Regions from separate parts of the Anas platyrhynchos genome. Here region 2 is linked to region 1. The links are chromatin contacts, called in public Hi-C maps. All regions are on one chromosome and are shown on one strand. The core of a region is the stretch at or near the end of the contact, and the rest is flanking DNA. Distances in the headings are between cores, read along the strand shown.

Region 1 (2,888 bases), core at 123-2,622:
ATTTTTAGAATCACACCTATCTCATATTTTCCTTTTTGAAAACACGGTCTAATTACGCTCTGGAATAATACCTCCCTGTATTTTGACGTGAAAAAGGGCTTCAGCAGCCACCACTCACAACAGCATCCCTCCACGCGGACAGCACTACTGCAGGCAGGCTTCAGTGAACACCCGCAGCACAAGCCCCACGTTGGCGTGCAGGGCGGCGTTTCTCTGTCTACCCAAAGTGCCACTGAACTGTTGGTCCCACGAGCACCTACCCACAACAGCATTCAGCAGCATCGCCTATCCCTACAGCCTTTATCCCCAAAAAATGATTCACGCTCACCGTTTGCCTGCACAACCCAAATTTATCTAATAAGGTGAAATGGAAGCAGCGAGGACCAACCGGTAGGTACAGACCTTCCCCTACTGCCTGATGCCTCGTGGCACAACGCTCCAGATGCACCAGCGTATAATTATAAATATCAAATACTCCAAATACCACCACATAACATAAAGGATCTTTTTGAAAGGAAAAAAAAAAAAAAAAAAAAAAGAAGTCATCATTCAGCATTGCAACCAAAACCCAAATATTGATGTTTTCTACATGTGTGCGTAGGTATATTTCCTCTTATATTTGAATTATGTAAAGGTATCTTGAAAGCGAAGACATCCGTGGGCTAATCTGGAAGTTCTTCAAACAATGCAATAACACCTTCCCATAGAAAACCGAGGAGAGCCAAGAGTTCACTGATGAACACCAGATTTTTATCTCCGATAAAAGCGCAATTTGAATTCACTGATGTTTCCAAATGATTTAAGCTCCACTCCCACTACGGCTCCTACCGAGAGTTATTCATGATGCAGGGTGAGCAGCCTCGTGGAGACCCATCCATGCAATTTTAGGTACAAGGTTTATGAGGGGAAGAAAAAAAAAACCTTTATCATCCTAGGCTGCTCCTGCAGAGCTTCGCCATGCGAACGGCTGGAGCCGAGGGGCTGCCTCTGCCCGATGAGTAAGCGTTTGCAGCGTGTGGCCGCGGTTCGCCCCGATATTTTTAGGGTTTTACAGCTCTTTTTCCCCCCTATGCACACACACACACACATACACACACACAGCTCGCTTCTTACCTGACCGCCACCCGCACCGAGCTCTCGTCCTGGCCGGCCGACATGGTGCCGGGGGGCCGGGAGAGCGGCCCCGCCGCGCCGGGGAGGGGAGGGGAGGGTCCCCTGGCGACGGAGAAGGACGAGGAGGAAGAAGGAGGACGAAGAGGAGGAGGAGGAGAAGGCGGAGGCAGCGGCTCCCCCCCTCTCACCTCCTCCACCTCCCCTCTCCAGCCATTTTGGGTGCCCGAGTCGCTAGGTGGCGGCGCTCCTCCCCTCACACACACACACACACCGGCCCTGGGCGGGGAGAGCCGGCAGCCCGCCCGCCGGCCTGTCAGTCAGTCTGTCCGTCAGTCTGTCCGTCAGTCCGTCAGTCTGTCTGTCCATCTGTCTGTCTGTCAGCCCCCCCGGCCGAGGTCTGGCCCGCCGTCCTCCTCCCCCCAACCCAACCGCCCGCTGACAGGAATTCCTGATGCCGGCGGTACCCCCTGCCGGGAGACAAGCCCGGCTGTTTTGCCCAAAACAAGCCGCATTCCTAAGGGAGGCTTTCAATCAGAATAAGCCCTTATTTATTTATTTATTTATTTGTAATTGTAATAGCATGCTAAAAACCTTCTGCTTCAGGTTGCTTGGTAGCAAACACTGCTCACTGCTAACCCCAGCCTCTGTGAGAGGTGGGCAGGTGAGGTCTGTAGGACAGGGCTTCTGGCCATCCCCACCTCCTCCACAAGCAAGCCCCCCTCAGGAGAATAAATCCACCGTGTCATCATTACTCTGCGTGTTTCTCCTCCTTGCTCGCTCAACCTCCTCTATTTTTCTTAATTCACTCAGGGATTGGAGCATTTCCAGAAAGCAGCTGGCCTGGAGGCTGCTGGGCAAAGCAGTGGTCTCCTGTGCTCTCCTGAATCACACAACACCCCCATGCACAGCTCCGATGTTGATGGAAATTGGGGTGTTTTAAGCTCCGCAGCATATCACTGAGATGTGCAGAGATAACACTTACTGGGAGGGCAGAAAATTGGGGGCACAGGTAGCTCAGGCTGCAGCCGCCTCAGGAACCTGGTGCACGCAGAATACAGCCTGACTTTCCCTGGGCTTCCAGCCATATTCTCTATTTTATGCCATAGGCAAAATGCTTTGCTTCTAATTTTTTTTTTCCTTCCTTGATATTTTATAGATAACAGATAAAGTTCTCACAGATTAACTGTGTTAGCATTCGTGCAAAATAGCTTCCAAATGAAAGTGATGGAAAGCTCATAGTTCAGGGCGTTTCCAGCTAGTGGGGCCTGAACACTCGTGACCGTGTTGTGCATTTACCTGTACTATACTGAGCTATTTAATAATAGCTCCACGGTGAGTGGCTTCCTATAGTATATCATATATCATAATTTATTTACATCAGATTTACAACTCGAGCTAAAAATAAAGCTTAAGCAAACATGGAAAATACAAAGGTTATTGTGTTTTCGCTGTAATAGCTTTAGTAAAGTGGATACTTTCTTATCCAAATGTATCCAATACTTTCCTGTTGACACAGTTACACTGCTAATGTAACAGAAACATTAAAGCCGAATTTGTCCTTGTACATCACTCTGCATGTGTTCCAGGCAGCATCTTCAGCTGGGTAGGCCCCAGCAGAGCAAAGCCTTATCAACCTCACCCTGAGCATGCGTACAAGCCCGCAGGTCCGCGCCTCCAGCTCTCCACAGCATGAGCCGTGCTCAATGCCCAGCCGAGAGCAGCAGCTGCAGGAGCTGTCTGTGACATTCCTGGCTGCTCAGACCCAGGATCACACT
Region 2 (2,828 bases), core at 281-2,780, 42 kb before region 1:
TAACCACAAGAAGAGCAGAAAAAATCCTAAAAGGATACACTTACTGTTTTGTATTCCATGAGCTCCATCTGTAGCCGTGTAATCTCACTGCGCAAAGCATTTATTTGTTGACTAGCCCTGTCCTGATTAACCATCACCTTGTTCTTGATGTTTCGTGCTCGATTCGCATACTTCAACGTGTTCAAGGTTTCCATGAAGTCTCGATCTGACGGGCTCACACACGCTATCATGAGAGTTTGACTGCAAGTTACAAACATAGATTAGCTTTACAAATCAAGAACAAAAAGAGTACAGAGGCTAACAGGTCTTCATATGGAAGGTGAAAAAAGGAATAATGATTTCATGACACTTGTGAGAATTTTCTAGACCTAGCTCACTGTAGCAGGAGACTGGCAACCACAAAGTTCCAGCACTGTAATACCTCGTATCACCCTAGCATAGTATAAGAGAGAGATCATTAATTGTTCTACATATAAAATTATAAAAGCAATTAACTGATGTTCCTAGAAATCTTTTTCAAATTATACTCGGTTTTCCTAACCCCATGTAAACTGAGATTAAAGTACTTAAAGGCAACCTGAGGCCTCAAATAGTGATTGGATCGTGTTAGTTGCCAGGACTCATTAATTCATGAGGTGCCTTCCCACTTAATCTGGAAGCTGCCCAAACACTCATCTTCAGCTGCCTGTATGTGCCCAGAACGTCATAAAATATCTGTCTTCCACCTATACTTTTCTACTGAGATTCAAACTGCCTAAATTCTTCAGCTCCAAGTATCTGCTATACCAAAAGAAGCCCAAAAGATAGTACTTATCCTCAGTAGACCTGACAAGAAATGTATTAATTCCAAGTTTTGCAACACCACTTAAGCTTGGAGCACTTCTGTAAAAAGGAGCAATAGTTGAGCTCCATGCCCAAGACAAACAACCACTTTCTGGGCTCCTCTACACCCTCTAGCCATCCCATCTTGGGATATACAAGGTGAGAACATGCTACCTGCTCCAAGAAAAAGACTGGGAAAGAAAAGGTGGAAAAAAAGGAAAGAAAAAAAATGCCTTTCACTCCAGCATAATGTTTTAGTTATTCGCCTAGGGGTCAGAGCCAGAACTTCAGCTGTAGATCCTAGCTTAATGGCACCAATATGTCCTAAATTCTCAACAGACAGGGGAAAACACATATATAGGAGGTGACTGGCTCATCCCCAGCAGGCTTTAGAGGAACGTGCTTCTCTTTGTTGTACGTGGAAGCTTAGGTGGTTGTGTTAGGAGTGCAATGTCTTCAGGGCAACGGAGCAGTATCTGCATTAGGCAGACTGGATCTGATCTTCACCTTCTGTAATTTCAGATCAAGAAAAACAAATTACTCCTTGAAACCCTTTGTGAGGCAAGCGATTAAATTTGCCTTACACACTGGGAAACTAAACTAAAAAGAGTAACTAGCCTGAGGACATGGGAAAGGTTCAGTATATAAAGGACTAGGCTTCTGCAATTCTCTCTCAGACCTCCTGTGCACCATTGCATCACCTCCCCAGACTTGTGGAGTTTAGTCATAAAGATAAGAACATGCTAGATTAAGGAAATAATAATAATTCTGAGATCAGAACTACTTGTACTTTCAGTTCAGAATTTGATTCCTTTTCTAAGCCTCAGACAACTGGTTCTGCTAGCTTTCTTAAAAACTGAGCAACTCAAACTCCACTTTCCTATCTGCATTTTGTAGTGGACTCATTTTTAAATGCCATTCTACTCCTTTTATTTTTCCAGTTTTTAAAATGCCTCCCTGAAATCTAGGGCATGCTCCATATTTTAACTTGAATAATTCAAGAAACATTAATGCTTAAATGTTGCTTCAGAACTGTTACAGAATTATATATGTATTCTAACCTGAATATATATTCTATCTTTTAACCTGAATCACTATAGCAAATCTTTTTAAGTATTCGCAAAAGAGAAAGGATAATGTGGACTGTAGTACCTGGGGTGGAATTTGGAAAGCTATGGAAAAGACTAGCAGGAATCTAATCATCTGATTTCCCAGAGGAAAAAAAATGCATGTTGATTAAAATTTAGCTTTCCCACAGTTCGTTTGCTAAAGCACGGATATGAAATTTTAAGTTGTGTTATAATATGCAACTCTTCCTTAACAACAAACTACTAATTTTTCCTGCCTTATCATGTATATTACATAAATAAAAATGAGGGATGGAAGAAAAAAAAATTAACATCAGGCAGGAACAGAAATAATATATCTTCCTGTCCTTGTAAATGCTCTGGAACTGCATTTGCTATCTGCACATTTTACTGTAAACTGTGATTTCTCTTGAAGTACAGAAGAGGGAGCAGTTGAGCTACCAAACAAAAAGTGTTTTCAGTCAAATTAAAATAATATTTCAGTAAAAATGCAATTTTAGAAGCGGCTTGAAAAGTGACTATTGGCTGGTGTATTTGATATAAAATTAGTCAAGAAATGCTATTTGTAAAGTTATTTCCAGAAACAGCTTGGAAGTCATGCGCTCAGTTTCTCCTGATTTTTCCCTATTATTGGGTTTCTTCCTCTGTTAAACACTTTTGAAAATCCTAGCCTTTATTTTACCCATTTTTTATGTGTCTCTGCTGCAATAGTGCAGGCTGTTACTGAAGTTATATCTCTGAAGAACAGAGAAGTGATTTAAGAGATCTCCTCCACTTCTCCCTATTCTTTTGTGAAATGCCCAGAATACTTCCTGCCCCCTAGGACAGCAGATTAAACAGAGGAATAAACGTACTACCTTGCTAAAACATACTTAACTATGGTCCCTTTTGTGTTTCTACATGTTCATGGTGCATGTT

What was found. Hi-C and Micro-C count contacts between places; a contact is called where the count stands out from the background.
Region 2: a contact with region 1 is called in a Hi-C map of F1 follicle, with 3 times the contacts expected there. The contact joins the enhancer-like site here to the promoter of KIF21A in region 1. A contact is called at or near these places in 4 of 8 Hi-C or Micro-C datasets (F1 follicle, liver, skeletal muscle and 1 more).

The regions. Positions count from the first base shown.
Region 1 is chr1:15,767,209-15,770,096 of IASCAAS_PekinDuck_T2T, reverse strand. KIF21A (kinesin family member 21A) reads right to left here and starts at 1,372. Exons shown (of 37, transcript XM_027458910.2): 1 at 1,114-1,372. The coding sequence starts at 1,157.
Region 2 is chr1:15,809,438-15,812,265 of IASCAAS_PekinDuck_T2T, reverse strand. KIF21A (kinesin family member 21A) reads right to left here. Exons shown (of 37, transcript XM_027458910.2): 8 at 45-240. Among named protein-coding and RNA genes, the nearest start is that of KIF21A, 42 kb to the right of the region's middle. Within about 2 kb of position 1,530, at least 1 of the 8 cell types and tissues checked has an H3K27ac peak or open chromatin away from gene starts, as enhancers often do. A contact at or near this core is called in F1 follicle, where this site is marked.